Regions from separate parts of the Oryctolagus cuniculus genome. Here region 1 is linked to region 2. The links are chromatin contacts, called in public Hi-C maps. All regions are on one chromosome and are shown on one strand. The core of a region is the stretch at or near the end of the contact, and the rest is flanking DNA. Distances in the headings are between cores, read along the strand shown. Region 1 has its middle 30 kb from the start of OSMR. Region 2 holds the start of LIFR (LIF receptor subunit alpha).

Region 1 (6,758 bases), core at 4,188-6,687, 250 kb before region 2:
TGCTAGCCGCCGCAGGTGCTCATTGCCTCACTTAATCGGGGCAGACCGAATCCAAGCTCTCTCATTGCCATGTTGAGGGGAGGCCTTTCTATTTCTCTATTTCTCTATCTCCGGGCATTCCTATTTCTCCCATTTTACTTCTATCTTCCAGCATTCCTATTTCTCTCACTTTGCTTCTAAACTTCTATTTCTCTTATCCCTGCAGCTTCCCGCTCTCATTCTTATCCCCGCGGCTTCCCGGCTGCGCCCGCCCCGAGGCTGCTTCTTGGCAGCTTTCCGGCTCTGAGCCACTTCAGCCCGCGCCTCTCTCATCTGCGAGGCTTCGCGGCTCTGCGCGGCTCGGCTTTGCGCGCACACTCCGCGGTCTCCGCGCTAGCCCTGCGTTCCCTATGTACTTGAGCCCCGCACGCTCTGTCTGTGCGCGGCAGCCTCCGCGAGTCACACAGCGTAGCTTACGTGTCCGCCACTAGCATTCAATCTAAGTTCCCCGGGCTAGCCTGGCGAATTCAACCCAGCTCACGTCTCCGCCCCATGGTTTGGCTTCCCGTCCTTTGCTCCCCGGGCTAATCAGACGGACCCCAATCTGGCTTACGTTTCAGCTTCTGGTTTCAACTTTTCGCCCCCTATTCCCGGGCTAACTTGAGAACCCCAAAGTGGCTTTCGTGTCCGCCTTGGCCTGCCCCCCGCGGCTTCAATTTCCCTAACATTTTTCTCTACCCGGTATGTTTCCCTAAGTTTTCTTCCAACAATATTCCTCCCTCATTTCTCCTGGCCTCTCCCCACAGTCCGCGTCCGAGTCTGTTTGTTCTAGCTTTCACTTTCGCTTTCGACCTTAGAGATTTCTCCCAGCTTCCCCCCGTAGTCCGTATCCGAGTCTACGCCTAGGCTTTCAATAGCCTCTTCCGGCACCCTTATCGTCCGGCTTTTCCCTAGGCTGTTTGCTAGTCTCTCTCTCCGGTAATTTCCCTAGGCTGTTTGCTAGTCTCTCTCTCCGATATTTTCCCAGTTCTTCCCGTTTCTTCCCTCCTAAGTTTCCTATCCGTCCTAGGTTTCCTATCCGAGTCACGGCACCATTATGTCGCTCCCCCTCTTCGTGGAGGAACGACACAGGACCCTGCGCTGTTCTTTCATCTGCTCGGCCCTCCCCGGGTTTGCTGCTGGTTCTTCCCGGGTTGGCTACTATCCCTTCCACCTCCGTGGAAGGGCAGTTCCCCCTGGCCACATTCCCCACTTCCGCAGGGGAGCGGCACACCGCCGGCCGGCTTTCTTGGGGGGCTGCACGGGTGTTCCTTCAGCTAGATGTTCCCCTTAGATGTTCCTGGTGCATGCCGTCTCTCTCCTCCCTTATAGTCCTCCTCCGCCAATCCCAACTCGGCTGCCCACACGCCAAGTACGCTGCTCTCCTCCAATCAGGAGCAAGTCCTACAGTTTATTGGTTGAACTGGAGGCAGCTGTGCAGAAGCTGTTTACTTCTCTCCCAGCGCCATATTGTGGGAGAGCAGATGCACAGAATAAGTCCTAATTCCAGTTAACTCAGTCCAGTCTGGATTGCTCCCCACAGAGTGTACACAGGTATTTGAAAAAGTTCATGAAAAATGGAATTAAAAGATAAATTTAACTTGGTGCAAAGCTTTTTGAAATCTATGCTTAATTTTTTCATAAAAAATATTTTCTGTGAAAAATTTGAAGACCCCTCATATATATGAATTTCAACATTTTTGTAACAAAATAAACTAATTTTTTTTAAGATTTATTTATTATTTTATTTGAAAGGCAGAGTTACAGAGGGAGAGAGAGAGAGGGAGAGAGAGATGTTCCATTCTGCTGGCTCACCCCCCAGATGGCTACAGTGGCTGGAGCTGGAGCTGGATCAGACCAAAGCCAGGAGTCAGGAGCTTCTGCCGGGTCTCCCACATGGGTGCAGGGGCTCAAGTACTTGGGCCATCTTCCGATGCTTTCCCAGGTGCATCAGCAGGGAACTGGATTAGAAGTGGAGTAGTTGGGAATCAAACCGGTTCCCATATGGGATGCCATCGCTCATGCTGAATAGCCCTCACCAACCACTCCAAGTCCGAGTAATCTCTCTCTCTACCTTCTGCCTCTTCAGACGTACTAAAGTTCTGCTCCTGTTAACTCCTGGATGCTAACAGCATCTAGTAACATTTCTTTTGTCCTGTCCTCATCTTTCTGAGTAATTTATTCATTAAACTACTTTCAAATTCACTATGTATTTCCTAATTGGATGTATGTGCATTAAATGTCCCTAGAAGGAAATACAAGAAACAAGGAATGGTTTTCTATGAGCTAAGAAACTGCATGGGGAAAATAATCTTTTCATTATATACTTCTATAAACTTTTAAAAATTATTCATTTGAGGCCGGCGCTGCGGCTCACTAGGCTAATCCTCTGCCTTGTGGCGCCAGCACACCGGGTTCTAGTCCTGGTCGGGGCGCCATATTCTGTCCCTGTTGCCCCTACTTCCAGGCCAGCTCTCTGCTGTGGCCAGGGAGTGCAGTGGAGGATGGCCCGAGTACTTGGGCCCTGCACCCCATGGGAGACCAGGATAAGTACCTGGCTCCTAGCTACGGATCAGTGCGGTGCGCTGGCCACAGCACGCGGGCCGCCATTGGAGGGTGAACCGATGGCAAAGGAAGACCTTTCTCTCTGTCTCTCTCTCTCTCACTGTCCACTCTGCCTGTCAAAAAAATTATTCATTTGTTTTTATCTATTTGAAAGGCACAGAGACAGAGAGACAAAGACAGAGATAGGAGAGAGAGATCTTCCATCTATTGGTTCACTCCCCAAATGCCAGCAATAGCCAGGAGTATGGAACTCCATTCAGGTTCCCACGTTGGTGGTAGGGATGCACATACTTGAGACATCACCTGCTGCCTCCCGAGGTTAGCAGAAGCTGGATTGGCGGCAGAGTGGAGGCTCAAACTCAGGTCCTCTGAAATTGGATGCAGGCATCCCAATGGCATCTTAATTTCTGTTCCACAACACCTGCCCTGCTTCAATTTTTGAATAATGTGGATGCGTTAACTATGTGTGTGTGTGTAATCTATACCTACAAATGTACAAAGCTAAATATGTATATGTATATAAAGAAACAAGATGCTACAATGTCTGATACAATGGTTTTTCTATGAAAATGTTTCCTATGGTGTTTCTTTAGCCTTTCATGCTTTATACAGGATCACTAAGACTTCTGTATTTTAAGAGGCAATTTAAAAATTCATCATCATTTAGATCTATATAATAAAGTGTAGTCTTTTCTGAAGAATGAAAACATCTGAAACCAGATACATAAACTGAAACCATGAAGTAAAATTGAGCTGTAGATAATTAGTCCCTCTTATTACATAAGTGGCTATAGTGCTTGGTGTGCTTATATTTCTAATTCAGAAGATGTGTCTAACCTATGAATTGAAGCTTCTATGCAGGGCTGTTTCTACTGCGGAAACATGAGGAGAGAGAGAAACAATAAAAGAGAGAAGACTTCATCAAGACATCTCCTTAGAGAAGAAACTGGCATTGGATTAATCATCTTCATAAATCAATAAAATTCAAAGGTTAGGTGAGCTATTTTTCATATTAGTCTGATTCAAAAGTTACATCCTATGTTCTCTTTGTGAGAGAAGCACTGAAGGGTGTGACCACTAGAACAAGGAAGCAAACCAAGAAGGAGAGAACAAGAGCTCCAACACAAGAAGGTGTTGAGGAAATGCCCAAACTAAAGAGAAAGGGAGATTCCACGAGAACAGCTGTGCGCTGGTCCTGGCAGTCAGTCCAGTCACAGAACTGCAGTCGAGAAGGCTCTAGAAGACACACATTCGAGATGAAACCGATGGAGTACTTGGTTTGTATGAATACATCAAAGGAAGATTTACAAGGAAATGGAAATAGTGATAAATACAAAAGAAACTAAACAAATGAAAAAGTGAGACAAATATTACCTTCAGGGAAAGAAAATGTGAGAGAATAAAAAGCAATCATATGCTATAGCACCAAACTTTATTATTTATGTGTAGTCACAAGAATATTATTAGTGACTATTGATTACTGGGATGATGGGTAGACATGTAGTGTGTGTGTGTGTGTGTGTGTGTGTACATGTGTGCAAGAAAGCAATATCCTCAGTTTCCATAAAGGAAAGTTTAATACTTAAGGAAAGGTTAGTACTTAATGGGGAACAATCATAAGCATTTTCCCCCAGAGATTTTCAAAGCCCATATCAAAGTAGTAGAAATGAGTTGCCCATGCAAAACTGGAAACGAGAGGGAAGGGAGAGGAGAGATCTACAGAATATTTGACTCTTGTCACAGGTTGAGTTTTCTGCAACACAGTCGAAGAGGCAGGTGCAGGAGGTTTAGTGGGAAGTGCTCTCAGGATCAACACTTGGAGAAGAGGTGGGAATGGAGAGCCAGGGGCCTCATGATCTGAGGTCAGCTCCTCTGGGAAGGTGGTGGGGTGGAGGGCGGATCTGGGAGCAGACAGGAGCACACTCAGCACAGAGAGTGTCAAAGAATAGGGCCTACGGCTCTTTTAACCAATGCGTTGTCACATACGCTGTAATTCAGAAGTTGTTATGCACTCATAGAATTCTCCCCTCCAAAAAAAAAAAAAGTGTGGGGTCACCACACAGCATCTGAGCATTTCTGCAGGGGCAGGGTCTGGGGATTAACCTTGTCAAGTCCATTGCCACGCAGATGCATTTGGCCACAGACCCTTCGTCAAATCGTATAATACCAAGGGACACAGGTTAATGAACTCATGCAATTGTGATCGAGCTTCCTTCAGAAACACAAACCCCAATTTTGGAATCCTTCATGGCAAGACACGTGATTTCTTTCTAAGGAGCTTCTAAGAACTGATTGATCGTGGCAAAAACCAGGTGTGCCTGTACATGCCTGACCGGGCATTGCAAAATAGAAACAGAGCAAAACACACCTCTGCTGGAAAGAGGAGACCCAGAGGGGAGCATAAACAGAGGGAGAGGGCGGTGGAAGCTGTTTTGAGGCAGAACTGAAAGGTGCAGTAAAATCTTCCATGACCAGGTCCAAATGGGAAACAGTTTTGTTTGCTTTTAAATAGAAGGGCTGAGAGTAGGAGAGACTTTATCCTTGGGAGGCTGGAGGGAGGAAAAGGAGCTCCTTCCAGAACAGGTGGGCTGGATTCCAGCAGGCAGGCAGGCAGGCAGGCAGGCAGGCAACGCCGTGGGGGCCCAGGTGGATTAGATCATCCACTTTCCACCTCGACTGGCTGTGTCTGGGGCAGCCAGACCTCGGGAGCCGGAGCTCCACTGGGCGCTCTGCACAGACAGGAACCCACCAGCCCGGGGGAGAAAGGACGACAAGTGCGAAGCGTGACTCAGGTGTCGGGCTCAGGCATCATCGTCTCAGTGTGTGTGTGTAATTGTCCCACCTGTGTCTAATACACGAGGCTTTGTGCACGCTGTGAAACAGGCCGTACCACATCACCAGGTGGAGGGGGGAGGTTTGGGAAGAAGGATGGTCTTTGAACCTCAGCTGAGTCATTAGAGAGAAGGAGAATGGGTACACATCTTTACTTTGCTCCCGTAGGAGGGGGCCAGGGAGGGAATTGGGTGAGTAGGATGTGTCCTACAGTTCTGTTAGGGGAAATTGGACCAGGAGGGCTAATGACCAATGGGGGGAATCACCTGTACCTGTACTAAGCACTATTTCCTTCTGCAACTGCATTTTTAAAAAAATATTAAATACACACTAAAGAACACTCAAAATGTGTATGGGCTGGGTATTTGTCGTAGTGGTTAAGGCGGTGTGTTGAAGCACTGGTTCTAGCCTTGGCTTCAGATGGCTGAGGTCACTGGATTCCGGCACCCATCTAGAGGACCTGGACTGAGTTCCCATTGACTACGGCCCCAGACCACTGCAGAATTTTGGAAATGGACCAACAGATAGGAGCACACTCCATCTCTCAAGTTAATTAATTAACAATATGTATAGGGTGAGGGACCAGTTCTGTATTCAGATGGCGGCCGCAATCACAGGAGTCGGTGATAAAACAGGGAATGAGGTGCAAATGCCGGGAAGCTGTGCATGTGAGAACTAGCGGAATCTGAATCAGAACTGCAGCTCTGTTCCCTGTCAATTTCCTGGTCTGGGCCACTGAGCTGTCCTTGTGTGAGACCATGTCATTGGGGAAACCAAATGAAGGGCACACATTATGGAACTCATCCGTCCGTTTGGAAATTTCTGAAGAAGCATACAATTGTTTCATAAACAAAGTTTAAAATAGTTGGAGGGCTTAAGAGCAAGAACAGAACAAATATCTGATACCAGTCTCCTGCTCTAAGAAAGATGCAGTATCTTTTATTTTTTTAAATATATTTTTATCTATTTGAAAGGGAGAGTGACAGAGAGGATGAGACCGAGAAGGAGTCTTCTATCCGCTGGGTCACTCCTCAAACGGCTGCAACTGCCAGGGCTGGGAGCGTGGGCCGTCTTCCACTCCTTTCCCACACACATTAGCGGGCAGTGGGACTGGAAGTGGAGCAGCTGGGACCTGAACTGGTGCTTGATGCTGGACCCGGCAGTATCTTTGTTTTGAAAAACTTCGAGTGCTCCTTCCCAGCCCCTTGCCGCCCTTCCCATCAGAGCTAACTTCTCTGAGTTCTGTCTTCATCATCACTTTGCTCTGCTCTGTGGTTTTTACTTCATGTTTACATCCCCAAAGAATATATTGTTTAGTCTTGCTAAGTGCAAGAATATTATGT
Region 2 (7,188 bases), core at 1,165-3,664:
TATTCTAAACAGAACTCTGGGCAGATCCCATCTTTCATGGTGATTATTACATTTTTTCATGCCCCTCAAATAGCATTCCCAACCACTCTGGGTAAAGACCATCAAATCTTGAGAAAATTAGCTAATTACTCTCATATGTCTTCTTGTTACAGGGATCTAATTAAAGTTTTGACTCTTGTCCAAAACTGTGCTCTAAATAAACCAATTTAAACCTACATTTATCAGTCAGGCTTAAAAGTTAATAACTTTGCTTAATTTGTAGATTTGTATTCAGTTCCAAAATTTCTTCCAGGAACACGGCCATATCATGCTCTCCTGATGGATAAACATTATGCACATGAGATCACATAGCCACAGAAGTCTGTTTAAGGGTCAGAATGTTGGTAATTTAATAACCAAACCCCTATCATCTCAAGTTTGCTGCTGTTGTGAGTGGTCCTTTTAAAGAGCAGAGCCTTTTATTTCCAGAACTTTCATTACAGATGTGATTCTGCTTATTGTTTCACTTAGCATTATTTTGCATTTATGGAATCTCATTACAAAAAGAAAAAAAAAGAAAAGAAAAGCAGGGCGAATAACCAATAGCTGGAGACAAGAGCACAAATAATTAACAAAGAAGCCAGTTCTGCTTATCCAGCAAGTACTCACGGCTCAGCATCTGCTGCTTCATCCCTGTTCAATTTCAGCTTCTTATATAACCCACAATTTTACTTCCAATTATGTGATCTTTCTATTTCATTATTTTATTTATTTGACAGACATGAATGGAGGGAGACCTGCTATGTGGCAGCCTCTTATTATATAAGCATCAAATAGAGCACATACCCATTCTGATGCTTATTTTGCAACATGTCATGAAATCACAAACAGTAAATATTACTTAAAACAGTGTTTACAAATAGACTGGTCTATGACAAAGTAAATAGAAATGCTGTCAACCCATGGCAATTGGAATTGAACTGAAATTTCTTTAAGAATGCAAACTGATTAATTCATACTTTCATGCAATAGAGAAGCAAAATGACAACATAGACAATAGAACCATCTCAAGTAACCCAAACTGGGTTATGGCCCAAATATTGGTAATATATATTTAAAGTCCTTGCTTTATGGCATATAAAACCTATTATTTATGGAGATATAGAATCTATTCTTTCTCATGAAAAAGTGTGTATACCACAACTCTTCAAACCATACCTTAGTCTTACGTGGATAAAACAGTGTTCCTTTGAAGCTATCGCAAATTCCTAAGTGTCTTACCTATAGAATGTGTATACATTAGGGGACGGTTTTCTTGGAAGCCCATAAACTTCTGGGCAAGAATCTTTTCGAGGTCCCCATCCAAGACCCTAGCAGGAGCCTTAGCAATACATTCATGTGGTGGTCTGTTTTTATACAATTCGTCTAAGTAAAATATTTTAACCACAGTCAGCTGAGACCGAGGTCTCTTTCCAAGGAGACTTTCTGCTGTTTTCCCCTGCGTTGGGTGGTGCTAGAGCCCTTTGGGCATGCTTTATTTATTTATTTTTAAAGCGGACCGCCCAAATTGTATAAATTTCAAGCTTCACAAAGCCTGCATGGGCTCCTAGGTGTGACAGCAGTACCACAGGCGTGTTGACATGACTGAGACAGGAAATGGATAACGCCAGACGCATTATCCAGTGTGTGGAGGCAATGGGTGCTAGTGTTTCTTTTTTTTCCTTTTTTTCCTTTGGATTTGATAAGAAAGCAGGAAATCTCTGCGGGGACCCTCCAAGTATTGTGGGCCTTAGGGCCTGGGCTTCACAGGATTCTCCAGTATGAATAATGGTAAATTTCCCAAACCATCAAGAGCTCCAGAACGGGGTAAACAAAAAGCAGGGTACATCTGAAAGGGGTTCCAAGTGCACATAATACAAACACGCTTTCCCAGCAAGGTCTCAGCCACGACAGACAGGAAGCGTTTGGTTTCAGTATTGGAAACACGCACATAACAGAGTGGGCCACTGGGAGCCGGTAGCGCCCACTCATATCTTGCTGTGCAAACAACGTATTTTCCTCTAAGGAATCTACTTTTCGATCAAGAGGGGAAAAGTTGTTTTAGAAAAGAAGTTTCATTTTGCCTGTCTGCAAATTTGCTTTGGGATTTCATCCAAGATTTTTTTTTTTCTTAAAAAAAAAAAAAAAAAAAAAAAAAAAACCATGTCGACCTTGGTGCTGGTGCATCCAGTAAATCACAGTTCAAACAAACAAGCCGCTTCCCTTGAAAGGTGTGTCTGCGCAGTCCTATGGCTCTGCGTGCCAGGGGCTCTCTCTGGCACACTGCTCAAACTTTGCAAAAAATTAATCACGCCATCAAACGCGTCCGGCCCGGAGCGTAAACATCTTCCAGCGCCGAGTCCGCGCCCCCCAAAACGCGCTGCAGCTCACTTCATTTGGTGCATTCCGCTGGAAGAACACCGAGGCCAAGTGAAACTGCGGAAATGGAGACAATGCACCGAGGAAAACTCTCGCCCCATTAAGGGATCCGTTTCTTCTCTGCGCAAATAAGCCCACCACGCCTTCGGAGGCAAGACTGGATGGCTCCAGGATATTCTCAGGATGCACCCGCGGGCCCCTGGCGCTCCGGGAGCGGGAAGGTGACCCGCGCCGCCGCGCCGCGGCCTCCCCCGGGGGTTAGTTCAGGTGCCCCGCAACGTCTACCAGCCAGGCATTCGCCCCGCTCCCAGCCCGCGTCCCAGCGCAGAGCCGGCCGAAGCAGGCAAGGTCTGCAGCGCGCACTGACAGCGCTGCCCGCAGGGCCGCCGCGCGCTCCGGCCCGGCCTTCGGCGACGATTTGGCCGGCCCGGCCGCGGCGCTCCCCCCGGCTCCCTCGCGACCTTGGCGAGCTTGGCCCGGCGACCCGAGCCTCGAGCACAGGCACCACCCTCGGCGCGCGGGATCGGCGCGCGGCCCCGCAGCTCCGACTCCCAGGGGCGGTCCCGCGGGGGAGCACGCGCGCGCGCGCGCGCGGGGCTTCCGGCGGGGGCGCGCGGGGCGGGGCCGGGGGCGGGGCCGGGCCGCGGCGCCCCCAGCCGAGCGGCGTGCAGGCGCCGCCCCCGCGCGCCGCAGTCCGGGCTGGAGCGTCTCCGCCGCGGCAGCCGCTGTTCCCGTTGCCTCGCGGCGGCTCTGGCGGCTGCTGCGGCTTGTGGGGTTTGCGGAGGTCAGCGGGCCGCCCCTCGCCCGTGGCCGCCTGGAGCAGCGCAGCGCTGGGACGGACCGGGGAGCCGAGGCGGCGACGGCGGCGGGTCGTGCCGGGCCCCCCTCTCCTCCTCGGCTGTAGCCTGGGGCAGTCTGCGGACTCCGAGCAGCCCCGGGGCGGCGGCCGAGCGGACGGCGGGGGCATGGCGAGATAGCGGCGCGGGAGCGGCCCGTGAGTGCCGGGGCGCGGGTGGGCGCGGCACGGCGACGGGGAGGCTCGGAGCCTGGAGCCGAGTCCCGAGGGCGCGCGGCGCCGCGAGCGCCCGCGGCCCGGGCCGAGTGGGGGCCGCGCTCCGGGCAGCGCTGCGCGGGGTCCTGCGGCTCTCCCTCGGGTGCGGACTCCCGGGCCGCGCGAACTTTGGGGAGCGAGGTGCGAGGCTGGAGGGTACCTGGGGGTTGGGAAGGAGCCTTCAGATCTGTTGCGTTTGGGACTGGGGCCCGCCGAGCGGTGAGGTGTCCCCGTGCCCGAGCTCCTCACGGAATTCCTTCCTGGTCCCTGCCCGTACTTAGGGTGCGTGGGGGCTTGCCTGTGTTTTTAATGTGCCTTCACTCGAAGGCGCTGTGGTCGTTTTAAACCCAAAGTGTCGGCGGTCAGAGTTGGGCTGTGTGAACGATGCTATTTCTGAAAACGTTGTCGGGCAGCGCCGAGCCGGACGCCTCCACACGCACGCGTGGGCTTGAGTAGTGAAATTCTGGTCCCACCGTCGGTTCCCCAAATCGCATGCGGTCTTCTCTGTGCAGTCGGGTGCCTGTGTTCCGCGCCTGTCTCTGTGTGTTTAATGCAGTCCAATGTTGATACAAAGCGTGTTGTTGAACGCCCTGGGTAGGAAAACACGTTCTTTGCATTTCTTTTTAAGGTGCTCTTTTAAGATGCTTTTTCTTTTCTTTTTTTTTTTTTCAACAGAAGTTTCAGTTTAGACTTTGCCCTCCAAGCTGTGTGTCTTCAATTCCAGATTTGTCTTTAAAGTATTCGCTTGGAGTAAGATTAGTGTGACTTAGCAGTGTCATTTGGTCAGTGGCTCCAGAAATGATCCCGAAACCGAAGCAGACCTCCCTCCCTCCCCGGCAGATGCAGAGTCCGAGTGTCTGTTAGGTACAAACGATGCCTGCCCCTCCCCGTCCGTGGTCACTTTGCTGCAAATCTGAAATCGTATTTCACTTGTATCAGAAAAGGTTCCTTGTCTAAGCTTGGCAAGGGGAAGGAGGGCTAAGTATAGCCCGCGTTTTTATAAACAGGACGCTGTCCTCTCGTTTCTGAGGTGAGGTAGCAGGTGGAAGCTGTGCCTTCGCAGTCTGCGGTATAGCAGGTTGCAGCTCCGCTGGAGCAGAGGTGCGTTTTCAAGGTGAACTGAGCAGCTGTTTCTTTTTCCTCCAACAACTGGCTGGGGCACACTGGCTTCGCAATATGTGAGATCCCATGAGGACCCCCTGAGGACCCCTGTCGTTAGGGGAGACCTATAACCCCCCCCCCCCACACACACACATGAGAACCAGGCACTGGGGGAGGGAACCCACTTTTGTGAGTTTTGCATGGAAGGGTGGTGTTGGCTGAGTGTGTTGGTAAGGGTAGAAGTTACTCGTGTTAGAAATTATCATGGGAGGGCAGGCAGTGTGTTCGCACTGGAGAAGCGTCCAAGGGTATGACATGAGAGCATAGCAGGTCCGCCGGTCCCAGCCGCCCTTCAGCCCCCAGCCCTGAAACCAGGGTCATGTCTCCTTGTGACTGTCTTTCCAGACGGAGCCTAATGCTTGGACAAACCGTCCCTCTGTGTCCTCTTTATTTGTCTTTCTGCACATCAGGACATCCTGTATGCTGACTTCTGCCCTGCTCCCCTCCCCCCAGTACTAAATCCTGGCAGTTCCTATCAGTACCAAAGAGAGCTGTCTCATCGTCTAACAGCTACTGAGAACTCCATTAAGGACGAGCCATAATTTATTTAACCTCTCTTGTATTGAGACTCATGTAGGTTGTTCCTATTATTTTGCTATAAAATTATTGTCAGGCATTAGTTTTTGAGGTTTTTAAGTGGATTCCAGGGACTCCCAGAGGGCGGGCAGCCGTTAGCTTGTCTCTTTCCACAGCATGGCGGGAAACAGAGCCCCTCCCTCGCAGCCTACCTTGTTTGTTCTTTGCACGGGGGCACCTCTGGTGTCTTTGCTGTGAAGTGGGAGCCACTGTGGACAGTAACTGGAGTCAGCTGCAGTAACCACTTAGGAAGGGAGCAGATAGACAGTTTCAAGATGGGCTGTAAGAACATTTGGAGGAGATGAAGTGTTTCTGAGCAAGGAGAGAGGGCTGATACTTTTCCTGCGGTCGGCTATGGGATTAGCTTGTGTTCCCTGGACTAAAAGCCTGCCTCCTGTGGATGGTCAGCCCTGTGGTTTAGTGTGCAGAATGGCTGCACACCTAAAGCGGGGAGGGAATGCTTTTTCAAAATATTCGGCTTTTGCATTTTTTTTCCTAAATGAAAATTTGGGGTCTCAGAGCACCTTTAAAAACAGAGTAAACTATAGTAGTATTGCTTATGCTAGACTGGAGCCTACTGCGTTACAGAGTTTGAATAAGAGCCAGCGTTGAGCTTTGATATTTCCATTATGCTTGTTCTTGATGGTTGTAAGCAGTGATCTTTTGAAAAATTTACTTAAAAAAAATCTGATTCAATCGGTTAGCATATAAAATACTGTCTTTTTCCTTTGTTACTTGCTACCAGTCGTGTTTGTACACAGTTAATATTGTCTGCATTTGCTCTTAAGTAATGATTTATTGGCCATCTGTTACTAGTCCAGGGAACTTGCTGGGGACCCTGTCCTGACGAGTTCCCATCTTAGAGGGGGAACTGGGTAACGAGCAGAAGGGGAGCAGTAAGGGAGGTATTAGCAGATGAGGGTAAGGACTTGGATAGGCATGGGAGCGACAGCACGGGGCTGCGGTTTCAGATGGGGTGACCCCAGCTGATTTGAGAAGTCTATCACCTGACTGTCCAGCCAGGCTCTGGCCCTTGGCATTGCCTAATCAGGTGCACTGCCCACATTTTCTCTCAAATTGTTGCTTTAAATGAATTGTACTTGATTGCTCTTCCATGAAATTGAAGTGTGAAGCCTTCAAGACACACCTTTTCCAGTAAATTACAGTGATTTCTGAGGGATTCAGTCAGCATTTTCACCTTTGATTTCAGGAGAGGAGCCCTTTGCTTAAGTGCCAAGTTTTCAAAGATGCCCTCTCTTGTGTATCGACTTCTAATTCCCGTGGGCGCGTGACAGGCCACAAGGAGCAGTTCAAGGTTTGCGCCCTGTGCAGGTGCTTTTATTCCCAGCGGAGGAATGTGTGCGCGCTCTATTTTAGGGAGTATCAGGAACTTGTGGTATTTCCTCTTCCCAACTTCTAATCTGTTTCTCTTTCTAAATATATGTTCCTTTATATTAATTGAAAGCTGGGGAAGTGTGTTTTAGGTCAGGCAGTTGTTACAGATGTCTAATAAGTTGCTGCTCTCCTCTTGTCCATGACTTCTGGGCTTTTCTTTGCTATAAGGAGTTTCGTGATTTTGTAGAATTGAGAACTTTTTTTTAATTTCTTATTCTAATTGGTTGGTACCTGGACATCGTAACTTGTTTATGTGCTAGATAATTTTCTTTTCCAGCTTTCCCTCTGGGCTCTGTGTGAACTCTAGGTGATGGGTGAGTTCTTGAACGCCTCAATCCTAGTTAAAAAGCCTTGTCCTTTTGTCGTCATGCTTGTAGCGAAAGCTTTTCAGGTACATGGCAGAAGCATGCCATGGTTGCTGTAGACTTCACAGCTTAGGTGTTCAAGTTAAACGTGTATGTATCAGGCATTTTCAAGGAAAGGTCAAGGCATTGGCCTTTAAATTCAGTCTTGCGAGCTGTAAGAGTTCAGGAATTGCAGATTTGTCTTAGAGCGTCTGAAATGACAACCAACAGGGACGTCCATCCCAGTTGCTCGTTGTGCCAGTG

Evidence for each region. A called contact is a pair of places that touch in the nucleus more often than the background predicts.
Region 1: a contact with region 2 is called in a Hi-C map of skin fibroblasts, with 3 times the contacts expected there. The contact joins the enhancer-like site here to the promoter of LIFR in region 2. A contact is called at or near these places in 2 of 6 Hi-C or Micro-C datasets (psoas muscle and skin fibroblasts).

The regions. Positions count from the first base shown.
Region 1 is chr14:64,216,235-64,222,992 of mOryCun1.1, reverse strand. No RefSeq gene overlaps it. Among named protein-coding and RNA genes, the nearest start is that of OSMR, 30 kb to the left of the region's middle. Within about 2 kb of position 5,437, at least 1 of the 8 cell types and tissues checked has an H3K27ac peak or open chromatin away from gene starts, as enhancers often do.
Region 2 is chr14:63,966,402-63,973,589 of mOryCun1.1, reverse strand. It overlaps LIFR (LIF receptor subunit alpha), which reads left to right and starts at 2,414. Exons shown (of 21, transcript XM_070056650.1): 1 at 2,414-2,618.